Regions from separate parts of the Oryzias latipes genome. Here region 2 is linked to region 1. The links are chromatin contacts, called in public Hi-C maps. All regions are on one chromosome and are shown on one strand. Each heading gives the region's core, a stretch centred on a gene start, on an enhancer-like site or on the middle of the called end of the contact. The rest is flanking DNA. Distances are from core to core; before and after follow the strand shown.

Evidence for each region. A called contact is a pair of places that touch in the nucleus more often than the background predicts.
Region 2: a Hi-C map of gastrula embryo shows a contact between it and region 1, with 1.7 times the contacts expected there. The contact joins the promoter of cracr2a here to the promoter of LOC101157449 in region 1. A contact is called at or near these places in 4 of 5 Hi-C or Micro-C datasets (embryo, fibroblasts and gastrula embryo).

What each region holds. Positions count from the first base shown.
Region 1 is chr6:29,451,154-29,457,050 of ASM223467v1, reverse strand. It overlaps LOC101157449 (protein FAM180A-like), which reads left to right and starts at 3,590. Exons shown (of 3, transcript XM_011476496.3): 1 at 3,590-3,808; 2 at 5,331-5,425; 3 at 5,503-5,897. The coding sequence starts at 3,727. The coding sequence ends at 5,826.
Region 2 is chr6:29,648,821-29,654,770 of ASM223467v1, reverse strand. It overlaps cracr2a (EF-hand calcium-binding domain-containing protein 4B), which reads right to left and starts at 3,672. Exons shown (of 18, transcript XM_020704277.2): 1 at 3,593-3,672.

The sequences.
Region 1 (5,897 bases), core at 2,341-4,840:
CGCGGTATGGCTGCAGCTCAACTCTCCCCCAGGGTATGGGTAAAATATGGATAAATACAGAATAATAATTTAAAAAAAAGATATTTTACTGTGTGACAGACATCCAGCTGGATGGACTGTTTGTTTCCATAGTGCCGTGAGTCTAAAAACAGGAACATTCAAAGTCACATCTTCACTAATCAGCACTCTTATTGGCATTCCATAAAACTTCCGGACAAGATCATTTATGTTTATCGAGATGTTTTACCAGCTTGACGGGATAATCACGACTTTATTGGTTGAATGTTATAAAGCATTGCTATAATGCTATAAAGCATTCAACCCATTGTTTTCCTGTTTCTCTTAATTTTTTACTTTATATTGGTATCTTCTGCCATGTTTCAAATCCTTCTACAACCTTTCAGCTATTTTAACCATTCAATTATCAAAATGTTCACTTCTTTCAGCTAATCCAGTTCTAACTTGGGGTCCTTCAAATCCTTGAACTTTTCAAGATATTCCAGGATTTTTGCCTCCATTGAAATACGTGGGGAATTGTTGGTGCAGAAGCTTGCTGGTTCGATACCCCACTCTGGCATTTTTCACAAAAATATATTTTTTGTTATTTACTTTCTTTCTTTATTTCTTCTTTTTTAAGTTTAATTTTCATTCAACAATATAGCATCAATCCTGCATTTTCTTCTGGTAATGCAGCTCCCTCTAGTTTGTTTTCTATTTAGACAACAATTGTAGCTGATTATTGCAAATATACACTGCATAACCAGCTGACAGTTCTAAAGTTTTAAAAACAATTTCCCAACGCAAGAGCGCCCTCCTCTGGATGAAGGTATGCACACAAACGCATTGCTGGAAAACCTGTGGAAATCCTTTGGTCCCATCTCTGATGATTAACTTTAATGTTTTAACAGACACATCAGGAAACCTCTGGCTTTTATTGTGGTCATTCTGCTGAACCTTTTACTAAATAATGAAGATATCATAGGTTTAAGAGCATTTCACCCAGTGGTTTGAACAAATCAAATTTTTTTTACACAGCAATTTTCATACAACAGTAACACAAAGTGCTTTAGAGCATTTCCACAGTTAAGAACGACATATCACCCAACATATGAAACAGAAAATGACGTGAATAAAACTCAAAGAATATGAGAAACTGAAGTGGAAACCTTGATGCACTGAAGTGACCGTCGAAAATTTTCTCTTTGATTAAAATGGGATGTTTTTTTAGCATATTACAGAGATCTGTGTGCTTCCTTTGGGACTTCCACAATCTGTGGCTTAAATGAGACAAAGCAGTCATTACAGCCAGCGTTAAGCATGAACATCAGCTTTTATTGCTCCAATTGGGTCTTTTAAAAGGTTGCTAGAAGTTGAAGCTGGGGTAACTATGGTGCACTGGGGTTCTGTCCTCTTTTCTTTTCTACTTCTACCCTTCCTCTCCTCTATTCTTGATCATAATTTATCATTTAGTTCTCCATGCCTCTGTTTGGTACAGTGCGATTCATGTATTGTCCCTCTTTTCCTCTCCCCTCCTGGGGAGTGGGAGTGCTTCCAGACTCCAGTTGGCACATCCGTGCTCCAGTTCCTGACCGTTTACCTCGCCTCTGCTCCTGCTCCTACACCTGGCTGTGGATCCTGCCTCTAGCTCGACTCGCGCCTTTGACTTTCCCCACAACCACGGCTGGATGAAGCTCGTCTGCTGGACTTTTATATATGTAGTTGTAGATTTAGATAAGTTAATTCTTCTCTAAGATTTCTGGTAAATAGCCTGTCCGTCCTGGGGGAGGATCCCTCCTTCATGTGGACACCCCTGAGGTTTCTTCGTTTTTTCCGGAATCCGGTTTTTTTGGGAGTTTTTCCTTACCGCGAAGGGGGGTCTAAGGGCAGGGATGCCAGTATAGCTTAGTCAGTTTGTTAGTTCAATTTAGTATTTTCCTATTGAACTCTTTGTATTCGTGAACCTTTTAAGTTCATGTTTTACTTCGAAGCCCATCGAGACGACTGTTGTTGTGATTTTGGGCTATACAAATAAAATTGAATTGAATTGAATTGAATTAATGTCATTTTTTTCATGTTGGATTTTTAAGATAAACCTAGACATTCAATTGTAACACAAACTATTGGGGATCAAGGTGCAAAATAAGAAAAAAATACAATTACAAAGGTGATTAGAATACAAAGGTTCAAGGTGAAGGAAAAAAAGAAAGTACAACTCTTAAAAAACTCTTATTAAATACACTAAACATGCAAACTAACCAACAATACCTTTAAAAAAAAGCTCTAATTTTCATTCCTTGAGTCATTTGCTGTTTGAAGTTTTTTGATGACTGTGAAAAAAGTTTCTTCTGTGAAACACTGAATTTTCTCTAGTTTTTCTTTTATCAAAATGGAGGTTTAGCCATTTTTTTGTGTTTATAGCATCGTTCTCTGGAAAGTTTGGGTTTTTTGTTTAGATCCTCATCTTAAATCTTTCACCTACTAATCTTTATAAGTATTTTCAAGTGTTATATTATGTTGTTATTGGATTCTTTATAGTGTTAAATCCACCATAAGTTGTGCTTAACGTTTTTGTTTTTTTTTATTCTTATGGTCGAGACTGCAGTTACCACAAAAAATACTTCTGGATGATTTGGAAGAAAATGCAGATGAGAAAGAAGCCTGTCAATCACTTTTTGTGACGTGACGTGAGGCTACTCATCTTCCTCTGGCTTTATGTACAGGCATGACTTGACAAATTTAATTAATGAGCATAAATTTCATGCTGTTTCATGCCAACCTCATCAAACTCTTTTTTTTAGCCCACAATTGTGGCTCTTTGGCTTTGTAGAAAATATAACAAGTAGTAGAGTAAATGATAGGTTTGGTAGTTAAGTTTTGTCATTTATTTTTTAATGAGTAAAAATTAATTCATAATGCACGTCAAATAGTGAAACAAGACGATGCCAAAAGGTTTGATCTATTGACAGAGTGGTATATTATCATTAGGTGAAGTTTAAACTCATTTTCTTATTGTATCTCTACTTGTTTTTCTGTGGCAAAGTTTTTAAACGCAAGGAAATCTGCTGCAGCAGGAGGATCTTTTTTGACAGTGTATGTATTTTATTTTGAAGAAACTTCAAAGTAAGTAAAAGGATTTAAAAGAAACCCTGTTATAATTCAATTATTGGACACATTAGCATGCTCGGTTTATAAATTAGAGTTTTCATGGCCAAAAAACATAAATATCATGTTTTTTAAGACTTTTTAAGACTCTGCGGCTTGCAGAGACCTGTCCGAAACTGTCATTTGTGATGATGTTAGGTTCATTAGAGTTTGCATTAGAGATGCAAAACACTGAGTTTGAACCCCTTTAAGGGGGATAAACGTTTTACCGCGTCAGAAATGTGGTGAAAAATTGGTGGAAGTTTATCTGGATTGAAATACATTTTCTTTGCAGCTGTATGTAAACATGGTTTTGGTGGCGGAAATTAAAAGTTGTGCAAAGAACAACGGTCACAAGAGCACGAAAAGAGGACCGTTTTTGAGCCTGATGACAAACAGATGACACCATGAGGAAGCAGTAAAAGAGGAGACGATGTGGTGGGAGGAGGAGGAGGAGGAGGAAAACAGTCAGTGCAAATGATGAAGAGAGCCGGCTGTACAGTGTAACATGAGGCTGCAAAGGCGTCGTAAAGATACGCAGTTAAACGGCATTTGAACACAAACCTGGATTCTCAACAGGTCACCATGGTTTCCCTGCAGGTTCTTCTGAGGTTTGGACTCATCTGCTGTTTCCTCAGGACCTGTGCTTCCAGATGTCGGACAAAAAGTAAGATTTTTAAATCCACAACAGTTTAGCTTCTGTGGTTATCTCATCTATGGATATTTAGATCTAGCATCTGTCTGTTCCTAAAACCAGATATATAACCAGATATTTGGTTCATTTGATCTTTTCTAAATAACCATCTTTTTAGGATTTAGGTTTTTTATTTCAGACTTAAAATCTGTCCAAAAAAAAAAAAACTCAACGTAAATGGAAAGAATTCTGTTATCCTACATGTCTGGATTTAGTTGGATTCCCATTTTCACCTCCAGGAAGCCAAAATCAAAGATGAAAAATTCAAAACATGAGGAGCAGTTCATCATAATAACAATGTGGAATCACAAATATGACAAACTGGAGGCATCAGCTGGAGACCATATGAACTCTGCACTAATGTGATGCTGCTTCATGTCTGGATTTGTGCAGCTTTCGGGAATATTGTGGGGCAAACGGATGCCCAGACAGGTTCGGAGGGTTTCTTAAAGCTTCCCGTTTCCATCAGCACACTGTGACCAAACATCCACAGGACCTGGAGGCTAAAAAAATACAGCCTGGGCTCCCAAATACCTGCAGAACATTTTCATGGGAGAGGCGTGTCTGATGATGAATGAAGGCTAGCATCCTAAACCGTACTGTTAATGACTCTGTTTCAGGTTAACTCAATTAAAGGCCGTGACGCACAGCCTCTTTGTACATTTTGTTCCCATTGCACAGACGAAAATTGGTCATACGTGAACAGATGTGGAAAAAGTGAGAAAAGTTGTGGTTCTTCATTTGAAATTCTCACATATGTATCCCGAGTAAAGAAGCAACGGAAGAAGTGCAAATAAAAACCACGCAGAGAACACGTAAAGCAATGTGGAACGTGAACCATGCATGATTGTTGCGCTGTTTATATGAAAAGAATTAAGGATTCATGGCCAATTACTTAATTTTAACGTGATAAGTGCAACGTGTACGCAATGTAAAAGTTATATATCGGTGGTACATGCATTAAAATTTGGTTAGACATACGTGAAACGGTTGTGGAAAGCTACAAATTTGCGTATTCATCATGCAAAAATCTCGCACAATTGTGTAAGATTTAAGTAATAATTACATATAACAACAAAATTAGCCTCCTGTCTTAATCAGGCGCTCGAGGAATAAAACAAAGTTTTGGATGAACCTCTGGGCCCTGATGCTGAAATCATCTGGAGCCGGTTGTGAGCTCCATGTGCTGCAGTGTTTTGTAAGATCAGAGGTCACAGGGTCTGAACTGCTCCTTGAACCAGCATGAAGTGCAGAAAAAACGTCCTGCTGCTGGCATGACAGACGGAATGGGGGTTCACATCTGCCAAAACAAAGACACAGAGCGCCCTCCTTTCAGATGTCTGAGTGAGAATCTTCAGAATAGCTTTGAAAAGTCATTTCCGTTCCGCAGCAATAAATCCCAAAAGAAATCCATGTGAAGAACGCCAAAAGGAAAGCTCGTACGCTCATCTGTAACCTTCAAAACTAACTGTGTGCCTTTCTTTCAAAATAAAAGCACTGTTTCCAGCTGCAAGCAGAGTGAAAAGAGAATCCATGGAAGTAAATCCAACCTTCTGCCGATCCAGGAGTGACGCCCGGCTGCTGTTTGAGGTACAAAAATGAAAGCACAAGTCGGTCCAATGCACTTTTATTTAATGTTTTCTTTTTTTTCCGTTTTTATTTAACAGATTCTGATGGCTGGCATTCACTTTGATCCCACGTTTTCAGTGGAAGACCCTGAACTGTCTTCCCTTCGAAAGACAAAAAATCTGGATGTCATCTGCAAGGAGATCATTCCCAAAGCGCTACCTGATATTTTGAGGCTCATTTCTGAACTTTCACATCACAGCGGTCACCTGCATCAGGAGGATTTCGAGCACACGCTCATGACGTTGGTGTACACCTCGCAGAAAATGGTCAACTCAGTTGAAGAACACCAGAGGGAAGCGTGGGCTCGGTCCTTCTCTGGTTTGTTCAGAGCTCTTAAAAAGGATCTGACTCTGACAGACTGAACGTTTGGGCTGCTGACGTCAGTTTAATATGAAAAACATGAGCAACATATGCTAATCAGCGTTCTAGCTTT
Region 2 (5,950 bases), core at 2,423-4,922, 200 kb before region 1:
CCTAGCGGATGGGTCCAATGCGGAGAAAGAATTTCCCTCCGTGGGATAAATACAGTGTATTAAAAAAAAAAAATCTCCATTGTCTGGGTTCATTCACATCCCGGTACGCTCTCCGTCTTGCTGCAGAAGCCGCTTCCCCCGTTACTCCAGTGTTTCTGGGAGGCCCGAGCTTGCGGCTCAGATGCTGGCACCTTGTTTACTGGTCATGCCTGGTGTTGCACTTTAGGGTCGAACAGGAATAATAATACTGCGGACGTGCTGAGGCAACTTGTCTTTCATTGACATACTCGTTAGCAGTCACTTAACATCCGAAGGCTACATGCTTCGTACGCATCCCATAGTGCGTCACACATATCCCATAATGCATCTCCACTAATCAACGTGTCACTGCAACTGGGGAAGCAGCAAGCCATCCGAGTTTATGAAGGACTTATCACGCGAATTATTATTTCGTGGGAACAAATTTATTTATTTTTTGTACCGATGTCAGGTCACGGGCTCCGTAGCAACACAAAGTTAGGTTCCAAGTTTAATCTCATTTATCTCCAAGAAATTTGAACAAATACTCTGTGGAACACGGTGGTGGTAGTGTGATGGTTGGGGACTGTTCTGCAGCTTAAGAGACCAAATACTTTTTAAAAATGAATAGAACCACACATTGCACAATGCCTGCATATTTATGTATGTAAAAACGTAAATGCCTTCAGATCAAAGTAAATCAGAAAACTAATAATTATTTTTTATCAAATTTTGAATATGGTTATTTTGATGTCCTATAAACAGAATTGGATGTGGCAAAAGTTCATGGGCACAATATTGGTTTAAAAAAAGGAAAAAAAAAGAAAGGGCTTTCCCCTAAAACTTAGAGTTTCTCAAACAAAGAAAAGTATTCTGGTCTGTGGTTAAAGTTGACACTGAAGTCATCCAGTGACTCAAAGAAACTTTTGCTCTGACGACGGATGCATTGCAGCATCGACTCGAAAGGTTTGTGGCTTTCATGCAAACAGACGTCAAATGCACAGCGGTTTGGAAGACTGCACCTCGGTTGCACGGTTCTGGTTAGCTTGGTGGGCCTGCGAGCGGCAGAGATGGCGGTGATCCGTGAAAAGGAGGTAAAGCAAATACGAGTAGGAGGAGAGCAAACAGGATGGGACACATCATCACTGGACTCTTACATTTGAAAGGCCACTAAAGAATCCCCTAGTGATCTAAACGGAGCTTTCTTTGGCTTCTAGATATTTAACAAGATCATCAATAGAGATGAGATAAACAGCAGAAAAGCCTTTAACGTGACATAATTCTACTTTACCTCATGTAATGTTCTTAAATGTTGGTCAGCCTCATTTTATTCAGACACTCATATCATTTATTCAGCTTTTTGGGAGTACAAGCAATGCTGGAGATCAGGTCACTGCATATCTGGAGCTCCTGAGATGCAAACCTTCAGGATCTCCTTCCACTATTGCATCACCTCTACGATGGACACGGTTTATCATCCATTCACATGCTGGAGGACGGCTTTTTAGTTTGGGTAGGTTTCCAGGCTGAAGCCGCTTTGCATGAACGCTTTATCGGCGTCAGGGCAGAACATGCAACAGAACTCTGAGCGGCAGGACTTTGTCGTCGGATCTACAGAACTGGAAGAACACCAAAACCCAGAAAAAAAAACCTTTAAAGCTCAAAACCAGAGGAACCTTCTCCACAAAAATCCTCGGGACATTTTCATTTCTACTTGAATCAAAGTCAGAACTTTGTTAGGCTTGTCTGATTCACAGAAAGAAAGCAGACCCAGAAGAACCGTTTTCTACAGAAGACCCAGAAGAACCGTTTTCTACAGCAGACCCAGAAGAACCGTTTTCTACAGAAGACCCAGAAGAACCTTTAATCATGAACTTAAAACAGTGTAAAAAGGCGAGAAATTTATTTTCAGTTTTTGACATTTTAAAGTCATTTTTGACTTTTTCCTCAAACTCGAAACTTTTTCAAATCAGCTGTTGCAGAATCACACGTGACGTCACTCACTAAAACACAGCTGCTGCTCACACATATTCACCCCCCCCCCCCAATCGTTTTTAAATAACCATCGGTTGTTCTTTGAAGTCTTTTAAGCCGCCGCGTGTGAAATCATGTTTGTATTTCGGCTCGCACGTGCGCAGCCCCAAACCTTCACTTCCTCATCAACTAGTACTAGTGAGAAGTTTTTCCGAAGTTCCTGTTGTGAAAACGGACTTCAAACACCACCACGTTCACGTCCGCTCCGCCTCACGTGACTACCTCCTTCCTCGGTTCATCAACCGAACCAGCAGCACGAACTCACCGGGCGGGAATCGGTCCGCTTCCAGGTGAACCGGACTGCAGCGCAGGAATTTAAGCGGATCTCCTCCCGCGGTTACTGTAGCAACGCTGACACGGAAGCGCACGCGGGCTCCACAGGCGGCCCCTCCCTCCCCTGAAACCCGCACCTGTCTTCAGAGGAATGCGGAAGTAACGCAAAGCGTTTGAGACCAAACTCTCACTTTCACAACGACACAACAGTCCACACAAACGACAACAACCTGGATGTCAACAGGATTCTGCTGAAAACTAACTGTTGTTGTTGTTATGTTAGTTGTTTACAAAGATTTTAATTTTTTTTAAAAGTTACACAACTTAAAGGACAAAGTCACTTTATAAAAAGATGCAAAACTCAGTTTATCTGTGCACGTTTAGATACTATACCTGAACAAAAAGTAGTCTATGTAAGAGTACTATAAACGTACTTACCCTGTACTAAAAGGCAGTATTGTATACTACATTTACTTTTTAAAGACTATCTTATACATTGTAAACTTTAAACATTCCAATTTACTCTATAGAAGTATTTATACTTCCTACTCCACACGGACATGATCTATAGTATATTTGCTATACTTCAATATATACTCAAGTTTTCTTAAGAAATTTAACTATGGGATGGCTAAGGGATACAAAAGAATCTATTAAGACAAGAAAAATGTATTTTTATTAATAAAACTTGAAAAAAGGATAAACAATAACAAATTAATAATTATTATTATTATTTACATTTATGATACACTTATTATATTGTGTAAGTATTTGATTTAAAACACATTTTTTCAAGATTTTCTTATCATAATTCTTTAATTTTTCACATTGTACAATATAATTTGGCAAAATATGTATTTTTGATTAATACAATAAATAAATTATTCATTAAAACTAAAATTCAATATTAGTATTTCTTAAATTAAATGTTTAAAAAAACGGTTCTTCCTTCTATTTTTCATCAAGCTGTAATACCACATGTTCACGCACGGGGGCGGTAGAGGATTGGATTAATTTTCACTCAAATGAACCAAAGCTTTCCTCTTTTTGCAGAACAATATCTGCATGATCTTAATGATAGACCTTTCTAAAGTTCTGCGCGGGCTTGTGGGCTGTCCGTGTGCACTGTAGAAGATTGTTAAACTCAACACATGGACTCAGCTCAGTCCTGAAGCCGTGGAGGGTTTTAATTACCGGAATCGAGTTTCCCAGTATTCCATAAAAACGTGTTTGCACAGCAGTCTAGCATGTGTGAAAGTCCACTCACACGTAGACGTCTTCCGGCACAGTTTCCCCGTTTCAGTCAGTGAAGCTTCATGATGTTCCACATGGAGAGAACCGATGATCCAGCTGAGATGTTGTCTTTACACACAGGGTGGACACCATAAAAGAGGCACACATGTCTTTCATTAAAGCAATCAATCATGTTTAATTGTAATTATTTTATTTTTTTTATCTAGAAGATGAAAAAGTTCTTGTTTTTCTTCTTTGCCCCCTAATCATTGTTGGGAAGGTCTGAAAACTACACAGATGTCTGCTGAAGATCTAAATTGCAATTTCCAGCGGTTTAGGAGAGCAGGAGCAGGGCTGGTGAAGGCGATGCCACATCTCTGATCTGCTGTGAGGCCCTGGAAGGACTGACACCACACTTGGAGAGTTGCATCTTGCTGCATCTCAAAGCAGGAGATGGAGTGTGGTTGGCAGCTTGGACTCATCGATGCTTTGGCGATCTCCGTGTCTCTGGGATGAAGCTGCAGTGATCAGAGATGCAGCTCTGCATGCAAACAGCCCTGACTTCTTAAAGATCCACTCTGATGTAAATGCTGTTTTCAACACATTCCCATGGCGTGAAATTTATAAAGAAAACTGAGCTTAAAATGGCTTTTCTGAGTATTTGATAAAAAAAAATTCTGAATGCTGTTTGAAAAAGATCGTATTTGTGACGTAGAAAACACACCAGTAGTCTTGTCCTTCAATCATTCACCGTTTCTAGGAGCTATGGAGCATTTTGCTCCCTGTTTTATGGGCTTTTTCAGCTTCTGCATCTCATTTCTTCAGATCCACTAAGCTCCCAGTCGTAAAACTCCCAAACCAAATCCTTTGTTCTTTGCTTTTTGAATGTTTTCTTGTGAAATTAAAGCTGAACTGAAACTCCGAGTGCTATTCAACACTCTGGGTGCCACTTTACATTACACAAAGCATTAATCTGCTAAAAGTTTACATTTCAGTCTGTTTTGAGTGCGTCCCAATACTGAAAAACTTGTTTCAGTCATGATATGATTTATTTGTAGGCTACCGAGCGTTAAATTATCCCAGTTTGTTCTCGGTGTAAGGAAAATAAACAAATTGTAGTATAAGTTCTGCATGAAAGGGAAAGATTTTTCATAGTGTGAGGTGCTGCTAAGGATAAACTGTGAGTGTGAATGTGTTATTGTCACCATGTTAACCTATTTCTGCAGAACAGCTCCAACAGCATCCTTCTGTCACAAACAAGTCCATTCTTCATGTTCTCCTCCTGTGTGTGTGTGTGTTTTTTTTAACCAAACTGCAGTGCAGTTTCTCAGAGGATCATTTTCTGACTGTGCTGATGGTTTGATTTCAGCCGTGTGGTAACTTGGCCTCGAACGGTTTGCCAATTTGGACAGAAATGGAGTAAAGCGAGGATGCTGATGGCATCTCCTCTGATCACGCTGGGCTTAACTGTGCACGACCAGCCATTAGCTGCTCCAATTACAGGAGAAAAAAGGGATAAACTGAGGGACCGAAGAGTTTGCATGACGTGAAAAGGAATGAAAAGGCTTTGGATAAAAAGATACACAAAAAAAAAGAAGTCTGAGGCTAACAAACTCAGTAAGATGATTGCAGTCGGTGCAAACATCTGAACGAATCGATAAAACAAAAAGGAAACGTGCTGCTATGATCACCTCAGGAAGGGGCCTGCATGGTCATTCATGCAGCTTTGCCTGCAGGCATCAACCTGCAAAAAGCATGGAGTGTCTTTCCCAAACACTGCAGCTCATCCTTTAGCTGCAGAGGCAATGCTCCTTGCAAAAGCATGCAGATGGTTTGGAGGCAACAAAAACTTCTTTACTCTGTTTCTGTCCAAACCAGAAGAAACGTGCGCTGATGGATGAACCGGATTTCAAAAGAAATCATTAAAACTATTTTTTTTTATAGTAACAGAAAACTTGAGCCTTGCGGAGTCATTACTTGTTTGAAATGTGTCCCAGCTGATTTGCTTTCAGCTACTTTTATAACCTGTGCATGTGAAAACATTATCTTTTTTGTCTTTTTTGTCTTTTATTTGGCTCCGGCTTTCAGGCTTCTCTTTTTACGACCCACAGGAGTCACATTCTGTCCCCAAAATCAAGAGCCAGCCATTTTTCTCGCCTACAGCTTCAAGCTAAATACTTACTGTACATTTCTGAATTACAGTTGTTGTAGCAGTCGTTCTGCAGATCAATTCACAGACTAAACTCATCATCATTTAGACTTTTGTCAATTATCCAGGTGATTTTACATTCAGACCATTACAGATCCTATTTTCTTCTTTGAGTTTTTTCACAGCTCTTCTCAGTGACTTTATTCATCAACGCAAAAGAGGGTTGGACTCTTTTTAGATTCG